Regions from separate parts of the Mus musculus genome. Here region 2 is linked to region 1. A link is a contact called in public HiChIP or PLAC-seq data. All regions are on one chromosome and are shown on one strand. Each heading gives the region's core, a stretch centred on a gene start, on an enhancer-like site or on the middle of the called end of the contact. The rest is flanking DNA. Distances are from core to core; before and after follow the strand shown.

Evidence for each region. HiChIP or PLAC-seq counts read pairs in DNA pulled down with a chosen protein or histone mark.
Region 2: a contact with region 1 is called in an H3K4me3 HiChIP or PLAC-seq map of forebrain, with 3 times the contacts expected there. The contact joins two enhancer-like sites. A contact is called at or near these places in 4 of 39 promoter capture datasets (the C10 cell line, cranial neural crest, liver and 1 more), 1 of 15 datasets of contacts at CTCF or cohesin (embryonic stem cells), 5 of 484 Hi-C or Micro-C datasets (embryonic stem cells, liver and myocytes), 8 of 115 datasets of contacts at active chromatin or transcription factors (bone marrow-derived macrophages, craniofacial prominence, embryonic basal ganglia and 5 more) and 1 of 9 other capture datasets (liver).

Annotation. Positions count from the first base shown.
Region 1 is chr19:47,148,419-47,154,390 of GRCm38.p6, forward strand. It overlaps the pseudogene Calhm3. Among named protein-coding and RNA genes, the nearest start is that of Calhm1, 7.2 kb to the left of the region's middle. Within about 2 kb of position 3,498, at least 31 of the 459 cell types and tissues checked have an H3K27ac peak or open chromatin away from gene starts, as enhancers often do. A contact at or near this core is called in forebrain, where this site is marked.
Region 2 is chr19:47,335,060-47,341,031 of GRCm38.p6, forward strand. The region is part of intron 6 of Sh3pxd2a (SH3 and PX domains 2A); the gene reads right to left. Among named protein-coding and RNA genes, the nearest start is that of Gm29834, 51 kb to the left of the region's middle. Within about 2 kb of position 2,947, at least 42 of the 459 cell types and tissues checked have an H3K27ac peak or open chromatin away from gene starts, as enhancers often do. A contact at or near this core is called in forebrain, where this site is marked.

The sequences.
Region 1 (5,972 bases), core at 2,248-4,747:
CATGGCTTGACCACAGTCAGGAAGTTGGGGGGAGCTGAGCTGCAGTGATTTTGATTTTCTGGTTTTTCCAGGCCCCTTAGCAAGAACCCAGGGTGTAGAAATGGCTTAGTGGCATGATCCAGGTCCCAGGAGGGTCATCCAGGGGCATCTTCACTGCTCAGGGCCCAGAGGAAGCAGAAGAGACTGCAGTAAACTCAGATCTGCATTTGGGCACAAATGAGTCATGAGGGTTCAGAGAAACCCACGGGCTTGATCTTTCCCCGACTCTCCCTGTTTGTGCTGTCAGAGACTAAGTAGTGACTTTTTTAGCAGACCTGTGTTTCACAGGTTTTGTCCCCAGGCTAGACCCTGCCAGGTTCTGGAGACATCCTTACCAAGCTGGGGGTGCAGCTAGGATTCTCGCTGGAAGAGGCCACCTAAGAAGGGGATGCTGCTGACTGGAGATTCGGGCAGCAGGCAGCAAAGATGGTGGTAGAAAGGCTAGAGAGGCATCCCTGTCAGCTTGAGGGCAGACAGCTGGCTTAAAAGAGCCCAGACCAGGCTTAGCTTTGGGGAGCTACAAACAGAACTGCTGGAAACTGGTACACCACAGGAAAATGTTAGCTGTTTTTAAGCACTTTTCTTTTCTCATTTATTTTTAAGAACTTTTTAAACAGTTATTTACTGTGTGTTGTGTGACTGCCCGGGATGTGTGTGGAAGTCAGTGGACAACTTGCGAGAGTAGCTTCTCCACTATCACATGGGTTCTGGGGACTGAAGTCGGGTCTGCAGGGTTGGCAACTGTCGCCTTTACTCCCAGAGCTATCTCATCGGCCCTACCTGTTTATTTTATTTTTTATAAAGAGAGGAAGAAATCATGAATATATTTAAATGATTTCATATTTAGTGGAAATCTCTTTCTCTCTCTCTTTTTTTTTTTAAAGATTTATGTATTCATTATATGTAAGTACACTGTAGCTGTCTTCAGACACTCCAGAAGAGGGCATCAGATCTCGTTACAGATGGTTGTGAGCCACCATGTGGTTGCTGGGATTTGAACTCCAGACCTTCGGAAGAGCAGTCGGGTGCTCTTACCCACTGAGCCATCTCACCAGCCCCCTGTTTATTTTTAAGATATGGTCTTATGTAGTCCAGGCTGGCTTTGACAACCTCAAACATCTGGTGCTCCTGCCTCCACATCCTGAGTGCTGGAAACAAGTGTGCACACCATGTCCAGTTTATACAATGACCCTCAGTCATGCTGGGCACACATTCCACCAGCTGAGCTATACCTCCAGTCTGGAAAGTGGAAACTATCTGGAGTGGCCATTAGGAGTTAGTACCCGAGGCTTTCATGGGGAATTTACCAAGCAGAGCTTGCTAGAACCTATTATGAGGACCCTGGTAGAAGCAGCAAGAAACCCAACAAGGGCACTGAAGGGCAATAAAACAATCTAGAGAGTAAACTGGTGTCATAGCTCAGAGCAGAACCCAGAGCCAGGGAACCTGGCACTCAGTGCCAGCCCCTATGCAGGTGACCTTGGGCAATGTCACCCTCTTGGTTTGCTTTTTTTTTTTTTCCCTCTCAAACAATTGTGTAATAATGTAGCTTAGGTGACAAAGTGCCTGCTTAGTGTGTGCTTTGTTCCACCCCAGCATTGCATAAACTAGGCACAGCTGGGGCACATCTGTAATTCCGGAACTCAGGAAGTGCAGGCAGGGAGGTCGGAAGCTCAAGGTTACCTTCAGCTAGCCGGAAAGTTGGAGGCCAACTAAGTTTCATGGGATCATATTTCACACACACACACACACACACACACACACACACACACACACACACACACACACGAGAGAGAGAAAGAGAGAGAGAGAGAGAGACAGACAGACAGACAGACAGACAGAGACAGAGAGACAGACAGAGACAGAGAGACAGAGAGACAGAAAGACAGAGACAGAGAGAGTGTCTAGGGTGTGCTGGCATACCTGTAACCCCAGGACTCACAAAGCTGAATCAGAAAGATCACTACAAGCTCCAGGTCAGCTAAGGCTCCAGAGTAAGGCTTTCAGATGGGGTGAGTGGGGTTGGAGAGATGGCTCAGTGGTTGAGAGTCCATACGGTTCTTGCAAAGCACCCAAGCTTGGTTCCCAGCTCCCATGTCAAGCAGCTCACAACTGCCTGTAACTCCAGCTCCAGGAGATCCACCATCTCTGGTCTCTGTGGCCAGTCATGTGCCTATGCCCACTGCCTCCCCGTGCACACAGGATAAAATAAATCCTAAACAAACGAGAAAGGGCGGCGAGATGGCTCAGCAGGTAACAGTACTTGTTGCCAAGCCTGATGGCCGGAGTTTGATCTCTGATACAGACATGGCAGAATGAGAGAGATGACTCCTACAAGTTGTCCTTTGATCTCTACACATGCACCAAGCCATATGTGTGTGCAAGTACACACACACACAATACACACACACAATACATACATACATACATACATAATGTAATTTAAATCTAAAGCAGGACGCTAATAATCATGACTTCACTAGACTACAAGAAGACCGACTGAATAAATATCTGGCACGTGACATTATTATGATAATTTTTTTGTTTTTAAGTTTTGAGTCAATGTCTATGATCCAGATCCACAACAGATCTATTCAGACTATGGCTACTCAAAGTTTGATCCAATGACTAGAAGAACCAGTATTGTGTGGGGGCTTGTTAGAGATGAAATTCTGGAAATTGGGGGGGTGGCAGCTCATACCTCTAATCCTAACACTAAGGGAGCCTGAGGCAGGAGGCTAGCCATGTATCCCAGGCCTGGAGTTCAAGGTCATCTTCAGCTAGACGGCTGAAGTGTGACTCTTCCTCAAAAGAGATGGGGGGCGGGGTGAGGAGAGAAGGAAAAGATAAGGAAGAAAGGGAGGAAAGGAGAGAGGAAGGAAGAAAGGGCAGGAGGGAGAAAGAAGAGAGGGAGGAAAAAGGGAGGGAAGGAAAGGACAGATTTAGGGACTCAGTCTAAATGCACTGAATAGGAATCTGAACTTAATCAGGGTCCAGAGGGAACGGGATCCACAGAGGAGGACATACCCAGAAACTAGGTAGCTACTGGGCTATCTGGGAAGGATGCCAACATGGGAGGCTGGCTTCCAGACCTGTGCCAACATGGGAATTTGACACGGAAAACTGCTGCTGTTGGAGCCTTGTAAGATCCCTATACATTGAGCTGGTGGCATAGCTTGGTGCCTGGAGCAGCTATAGGGGCGCGGTGATTGAGGCCAGGCCCCCAGCGCCTGGGAGATGCTGCGAGGTCAAGCGGCGGCTTGCTGGAGTACCAGGTACTGAGGAGTTGATCCACCTGCTCCCGGCTGGAGATCGCGCGCAGATGGGCCTTCCCGTTTCCACTATCCCGGTCCTCCCGGAGCTCCGGGGGCTCCGAGGACTCCTGTGATTCTGGGATGCCACCAGCTGGGTCCCGACGTAACCCCAGGGCACGTAGCTCGCTCTGCATGTTTGCGAAGAAGTGCAGCACGCAACGGTGTGCGAAGTCCCGCGCATGCTCACAGCACGTCTCATCAAAGAGCTTCTGTTCCAGGTCCATATAGTTGCTCCAGTATCTGCGCTGTAGGAAGACGGTCTGGTCGAAGCAGGGTCTCAGACAGCGGGCTAGGAAGGCCACCACTATCACCAGCAAGGTTATACTCCAGCCGATGGCCTGGAGGACGAGAAGGCTTTAGTGAGATGTGGTAGCGCTCTGGTATTGCACACGGTGTGTGTGTGCCCTTTGTTTTCTCTCCATCCTTTATCACATCCATACGTTTCACATTCGGTCACCATCCTGCCACGCGTCCTCCAGATTCATCCGTCTACCCACATCTCCCCCCGCCCCCATTCATCCAGTCGTCCCTCCTCTCACTGTCCCACCTGGCCATTCTTTCAGTTTTCCTTCCTTTTAACCGCCCACCTATCCTCCTATCCATTCGTGTCTCCAGACGTTGGGGATTGGTTCTAATGCTTTGAATTAATCCGGTCCCCAAAATCAGAAATCTGTGTGTCCAAACGCTAAAGGTCCTTGTATCCAGTTGGTTTTTTATCAATCAATAAAGAGCCAACGGCCAATGGCTGGGCAGGTAGACTGAGGCAGGGCTTGGAAATTTGCCAGGTCTAGGAACTGGCAGAGAGGAAGAAAGGAAGAGAGCACTATGTCTCGGAGGGAAATGGATCCGATTTAGAGCTGTAGAAGAAAATTCATCCAAAATGTAGGTGGAAAAGGGATAGTGACCCTATGGGAGGGGCTGCCCAGAAGATTATAGGACAACAAAGATAAGACATAGATTTAAATTGTGTTGGCCCAGGGGGAAATGTATGCTAGCCAGGCAGAGGATTAGACCTGTCCAGCCTTTGAGCCAGTCAAGACACAGTAAAATTAACTGGTGTGTGTGTGTGTGTGTGTGTGTGTGTGAGAGAGAGAGAGAGAGAGAGGAGAGAGAGAGAGAGAGGGGGAGGGAGAGAGAGAGAGAGAGATTTCATTCACAAGTCCAGACTGGTTGTGCGCACGTGCAACCCGCCAGGAGCCAAAGCAGTTAGCTAAACTCACCATAGCATCCATACTCTTCTTCAGTCTGTTTATGGCCTACTCACCTATACACACCAACCATTTCATCTCTTTAACCGGTGTGATGGTTTGTATATGCTTGGCCCAGGCGGTGACACTATTAGGAGGTGTGGCCTTGTGGGAATAGGTGTGTCACTGTGGGTGTAGGGCTTTAAGACCCTCATCCTAGCTGCCTAGAAGTCAGTCTTCCACTAGCAGCCTTCAGATGAAGATGTAGAACTCTCGGCTCTTCCTCCACCATGCCTGCCTGGATGCTGCCATGCTCCCCCCATGATAACAGACGGAATCTCTGAACCTGTAAGCCAGCCCCAACTAAATGTTGTTTTTATAACAGTTGCCTTGGTCATGGTGTCTGTTTACAGCAGTAAAAACCTAAGACACCCAGCCTTGTGTATATTTTCTTGCAATGATGCTATATTTTGTGAGCTATTAAGCTGGGTGTAGGGACAAAAGGGAAGTGTTAGGCCCTCCGTGGGGGAAACTAGAAGACATTCTCTCATGCTGGAGCCTGTGTTTGCCCAACCCTCCTCCTGTCTGTTTCCAAAGATGCAGGTTCCCCACCCCACCCACCCAGATCCACAAACATGAAAATCCTCATCACTTGTAGACGAGATTCCCACCATTTACAGTTGTCTTTTTCAGTCACACCCAGGCTCCCCATCCAAGCAAGTTGAATATAGTGTTTCCCTGAGGCCCTCTGTTTTTTTCACACCTGAGTCTAGGGCCCCCTGGAGTCCAGGAGCTTCTCTGTTTGTAATGGGCTCATAAATGCTCTGTGATGGACACGGGCTGGCTCAGGCGTTGTTGGTGGTGGTGGTGGTGGAATTGGGAGCCTGGGTGGAGGTGGAGCCATGGATGCTTCCGTATAGTAGAAAGGATACCCAGTAAGAATCCAAGCATCCAATGAGCATCTTCCTTATAAGGATGTAGTTAGAAAGACCAATGGCGGGTACCCAGAGCTTGCCTTGCCTGTTACTGGTTATGTGACTTTGGCCTTGTGAACTAAAACTCTCAGACCCTCATTACCTCATCTGAAACATAGGTTGTTAAGAACTGCTTGCTGGGCGTGGTGGCGCATGCCTTTAATTCCAGCACTTGGGAGGCAGAGGCAGGTGGATTTCTGAGTTCGAGGCCAGCCTCCTGGTCTACAGAGTGAGTTCCAGGACAGCCAGGAACAGAGAAACCCTGTCTCAAAAAACAAACAAACAAACAAACAAAAAACAAAAACAAAAACAAAAAAACCCAAAGAACTGCCTGCATCTCAAAGAGTTCTTCTGAGAGTTAAACAAACAGATGCACAGAGAATGCATAACACAGTCCCTGGTGTGGAAGTACTTAGTGAGCGGCATCATATGATTTTCAAGAAGGTTCGTGTCTGCAG
Region 2 (5,972 bases), core at 1,697-4,196, 190 kb after region 1:
CAACAAGACATGCTCATGAGGGACAGGCCAAAGGAGGGTGCCAGGAGGATTTTGGTCATGTTCACAAAACAGCTTGGGCCTTCTTCCACAGTGGATGAGAGGTTTACGTGGACCAGGAAGCCCTGAGCCCTGGAAATTGCTTTGGTAGTGGGAAGCCTACATTCTCTAAGGCTTCCTTTCCAGCCCCATCTCGCTCACGTCTCCCCCTCCCCTGCCCTGGCTCCTCTCCTGCCTTCCTCTCCTTCCTAACTTCCCATCCATCTCAACCCCACGTCCTCAGTCAGGCCTGTCGCTTCGAAGGGCACAGCTCACACGCTGAAGCTCATGCCAGCTTCAGAGGCCCTTTCTCCAGCCTCCCCTCCGTAGGTGACAGCTCTCCTACTCTCCTTGGTCTGCCTACACAAATCTCTGACAGCTTTGGAGCTGGGCACTCTGTGGGAGGGAAGCCAATGGAGGCTTCAAAGATGCAGAAACCAGCACTCTGCAGGGAAGGTGACTGCCTTAGCACTAATGGTGGGCAAAGCAGACCCCCAAAGCCTCCCGGCCCTGCTGGCTTGGCTACACTGTAGCTTTCCTCACTGAGCTCCACCCCCACCCTCACCCGAGTCAGCAGGAAGCCAGGTTCTGTCCAACCTTCACCATGGACAAGTGGCCACTCTTAGGTACCTCATCTATAAAAGAAGAACGGGGACTGACAAGACAAGTCTTGTCACTGAGTGACAAGTGCTTGCCACCAGGACTGCTGACCTGAAGGGGAAAAGCCACTTTCATCAATTATGCTCTGACCTTCACATACATGTTTTAGTGCATGCACACACACACACACACACACACACACACGCACGCACGCACGCATGTAAATAAGCATAAAAATATTTTTTAAAAGTGGGCTGAGCGTAGCCGGGTGTGGTGGCGCATGCCTTTAATCCCAGCACTCAGGAAGCAGAGGCAGGTGGATTTCTGAGTTCGAGGCCAGCCTGGTCTACAAAGTGAGTTCCAGGACAGCCAGGGCTACACAGAGAAACCCTGTCTCGGAAAAAAACAAAAAAAACCAAAACAAACAAAAAAAAAGTGGGCTGAGCAGTGGTGGTACAAGCCTTTAATCTCAGCACTTGGGAGGCAGAGGCAGTTGGATCTCTGAGTTCAAGGACAGCCTGGTCTACAGAGTGAGTTCCAGGATAGCCAGGGCTACACAGAGAAACCCTGTCTGGAAAAAACAAAACTAAAATAAAATTAAAAAAAAAAAAAAAAAAAAAAGAAAGAAAGAAACCAAAAGTTGGGCCTAGCTTTTCTGGATAGATCGCTTTTTATAGTAGCTAGTAATTATGGATAAGTCTTACTATCAGAAAAAATACACTTTATTCAAAACTGAACTTAGGGGGTTAGAGAGATGGCTCGGTAGCTAAGGGCACTTGCTGCTCTTTTAGAGAACCTGGGTTCAACTCCTAGTACCTACATCATGGCTCACCCCCATCTACAGCTTCAGTTCCAGGAGACCCAACAGAAGAGTGCTTCTGATCGCTTCAGACATCGGGCATACATGTGTTACTACCGAGACATACATGTAGGCAAAACACTGACAAATATAATAATTTAAAAGCATAACTAAGCAAACTTAAAACATAAATAAAGACTAATTTAGCCATGCATGTTGGCTTATGCCTCTAATCCTGTACTGGAGAGGCCAAGTTAGAAAGGCTGCCGTGAGTTCAAGGCCAGTCTGGGTTACAGAGTGAGACTGTCTCAAAAGTACAAAGCAAGGGGCCAGAGAGATGGCTGGGTGGGCAAGGCACTTGCCACCAAATCTGATGACCTGGGTTGACCCCAGGCAGGGAACCAACTGTGACATGTCACACATGCCCCTACACACAGAAATAAATATTTCAGATATGTGCTGTCTTTATCTACTTTCAAGTATTTTATAACAGTTTATAAAATTAAAAATATTTAATTTTATAAAAATTTTAAAATGTAAAAAAATTAAAAATATAAAAAAATTTAAAGAACAATTAAAAATAAATGAACTAAAAAAAACCCCAAAAACTAACAAACAAAACAAAGCAACAAACCCGCCCAACCTCATAGCCAGGCCTAGAGGCACAGGCCTGCCCTGGGTTACTCTAGAGGCTGGAGCACAGGGGCTTGAGAGTGGCTCCGCAGTGAAGACCCTTGCTGCTCTTGCAGAGGACCTGGGTTCCGTTCTCAGCAGCCACGCTGGGCAGCTCACAGCCACCTGTAACTACAGTTCCAAGGGTCTCCTGCACACTTTTGGCCTCTTCAGGTACCAACTCGAACGTGGCATCTACTTGGTGCCCATGCTGGATGGGGGAGGAGCCTACACCAGCACCCTCTCCTATCTCTGCGGCCTCCTGCATCCCATTTCACACAGAAGCTAAGGACTTAGGAACATACAGCTGGCAGAACTGTGGCACAAAGCAGGCCTCCCGGTTCAGAATGTACACTCCTTTGGGGTTCAAAAAGTGGAAATAAATACTGTGACTGAATCTTTTTACTCCCAGGTTAAAGGCCTCTCCTCCCTTCAAAGCCTAAAATAAACAATAAACAAATAAACACAAACTTGCCAAGAGCAAAGCCAACTGAGCCAAGCTGAGGTTTGAATTCTATCTAGTGTGTCAGATGCCAAACCCTAAATTCTCAACTCCAACAACAACAGAACCACATCAGCGTTGATCTCATTAACTGGGCCCAATAAGACCGTTTAATGATCGTGGCGATGGAAGGCAGGCTGAGCTCACAGCTTTTCTAAGAATAAACAGGACTTCATCAGAAACATCAACACTTGCCCAAGAAAACAATCTCGCAACACTCTTGAGCAACCTCGTTTGCATTTAAACTGGAGCTCGCCAGAGTTCTGGGTGGGAAGGAGCGCCAGGTCCCCTCTGCCTGGCAAGTGGCACACATAGAAGCCTCCATCCCAGAGGCTCTGTGGGAAACTGCGCCCCCTAGTGGCAGCTTGCAGAGCTCCTCAAGCTTTCTTGGGAGCCATGGGCAGCGGGCAGCATGCAGCATGCAGCTTGCAGCATTCCTCCGTGACCTCGCTTCAGTCCCTGCCTGGAGTTCCCGCTCTAACAGCGATGGACTGTGAGCTTGTAAGCCACATAAACCCTTTCCTCGCCGAGCCGCTTTTTATTCCGAATGTTTTATCATAGCCATAGAAAGCAAACCAGGTTATCAAGCAGCTTGACGGACACTCTCCGGCTCCCAGACTTTCTGAATCATCAAATCCACCCAGGGTTGCCGCTGTTGCTGGGACAACATCTCTCCTCTTTGCCCTCTATGCAGTTCCAATCACCAGCCAGAAAACCATCCAAATCGTATCACTCTGTGCCATTCATTTAACTCAGAGAAAGTCAACAGCCCCGTGCAGTCGCAGTCTGTGCTGTAAACGGCCCCCCATCCTCTCCTCTGCTACCCCCTTCCCTCCCCCTCGGCCCCTGCTGCTCATCATCTTCCCTGCCATAGCCTGCTTGAGCAGCTGGGCCTTCGTTCACACTGTGCACAGCCCTGTTCCTCCACCACTCCCCTGTCACCGGGCGCCTTTCATAGAACAGCTCGTCACTGTGAACTTCCAAACGGCAGGCATATTTCTGCAACACCAACATGGGTACAGTGCCCGAATACAGCTGGGGCTCAGGAAGGTCATATAACTGATTTCCAAACAAGCTACGATTAGTCTTGCTTGCTTAGATTTCTGAGTGTACTCTCGCTAGATAACCAAAGCCTCTTCCGGCTCTCGGCTCCCAAGTCAGAAAAGTTCCTTCTAGGTCCAATGTCCCCCCAAGCCCGGATGAGAGGCCACCTTTCCTGACTCTCACTGCATGATCCAGGTACTCGGTCTCCAAATCACTTGCCCACGGAGCGGGGCTTGTATGGAGGCCGCAGTTTCAAGGTGGTGGGAGATAGGCAGTAAGCAAGAATGTGTACAAGGTAACTAACTGGAGTGTCAGCGACAGGGAAGGGGCAGAGATTTGAGAGGGTGCGGCTGGGGTGGCTCCTCCGAGATAATAAAAAGGAGCCAGCCAGCCACAGGGAGGAACATTATTCCAGGTCCAGGGAACAGCAAGTACGAAAGTCGCCAGAGAAATGAGCGAGATATCTTAGGAGCAGACGATGACCCCGCGGTTGAACAGGTTTGACCTGATGGGAATGTAGGGGCAGAGCCCGAGTCAGAAAGGCAGCGGGGGTCAATTATGCAGGGCTCTGAAGCCAGAATAAGGAATTGTTTTTCATCGCGTGGTAGTCCCCCGGGGAAATTTCAGCGGGTTTGGAATGTACTTTACGAGTGCCCTCTAGCGGTGCTGCGGGGAATGGCAACTACCGGAGTAAAGGTGGAGGCTTCCTGGGAGCCTGAGGGATTCCCTGCGAGGTGGAAGGCGGCCCTCTAAGGTGACAGTGGGCACAGGCAGAAGTGAGTGGATCAGGAGGCCCAGCTGATAGGCAGAAGGAAGGGAGGGTGAAAGCCAAAGATGGCTTCTAGCCGTTAGGCAGAAGGAACCAGGTCCGCAAGGAAAGATTTAGCAGAAGGAGAGATGCAGAAAAAGTCCAGGCCACCCTTCTCACTGTCAAATGTCACCGGGCCTGCCCCCTCCGCCAGGCTGTGTGCCATGTGACACTGCTCTTCCTCTGCTCTGCACAAGCCTTCCTGCTGATATCTGGGGGGCTGGGGGCAGGGAACCAGGGTCTCATCAACTACAGAAGCAGCTCGCATCTCAAAGGAACAAAGGAGTTGGTTCATTCCAGAGCCCACAATGAGGAACAAAGATTCATGTTTCCCCCAAATAATGTGTTCCAAAGAGGCAGCGATCTTGTTTATAGAAACAGGAGCAAAGAAAGCCATAAGGCGATATACTTTCAAATCCATCAGGTAGCAGGCAACAGCTGCATGGGGGAGACGACAGGGTGCGGTGGAGGCTCTGCCGTAGGTTTCAGAAAGTACCTGACAGTATTCTTAACCCTTTGGTTGGCGGAAACTTGGATCCTGTTCATATATCCCAAACGATTTACCTAATGGTACCAAAAATGTTAAGTCACATACAGAGGGGGGCAATAAATGGCTATGGGTGAAGCTAAAGGTAAATCAAGATAATTAGGCACTGGACTTGCACCATCCCAACTCTCTACACCATTGCTGTTCTCATCAGCCCACAAATCAGCCTTTGCCACCCACCATAGCTTCTTTCTAGGATTTCGAGTGCTAGTTCAGAGTCTCATGTAACCAAGGCTGGTTATTATATGTCCAAAGATGCCCTTGAACTTCTGATCCCCCTGCCTAGAGCTCCTGAGTGGCTAGGCTGCAGGCACAGACTGCCAAACTGGGTTTATTCGGTCCTGATGATTACAGCCTAAGGGTTCATACATGCCAAATAAGTACTCTGACTCGAGCCCTGCTTTAGCAGTTCTGAGCAGGGCACAGCGACAGGTACCGGCTCACCTGAGCACGAGGCAGGAAACCTGGACCCTATGACCAGACCACTTCTAGAAAAGTGTCCTTGGTCCCAGGAACAGCAAGGGTCTCCTGTGAAGGAGCCGAGTTTTCTGGAACTAGGCGGGAAAGCAGACATGAAACAGGATTCCACATCCCCAGTGTGAGCAACCCTGGGCAGCTTCACTGTGCCGTGGGCGAGAGCCCTAAACCTGGACTCTGACTCTGCGTGTGCCCGGGAACAGTCAGTGATTTCTCCTTGCAGTGTGGCAGAGCAGAACATGAAGAAACATGTGAAGAACATGTGAAGAACATGTGAAGAACATGTGAAGAACACGTGAAGAACACGTGAAGAACATGTGAAGTTCTGGGCACGGCGTGCTCAATGAGGAACACTTCAGGAAAGCCTTCTCTGCTGCAGAGAATGATCTAGCCACACTCAGACACTAACCTATCTAGTCTTCATTACTGCGATGGAGGTGTGTGCTAGCGTTCTCCAGAGGAACAGGCCAACACAGTGTGCACATAG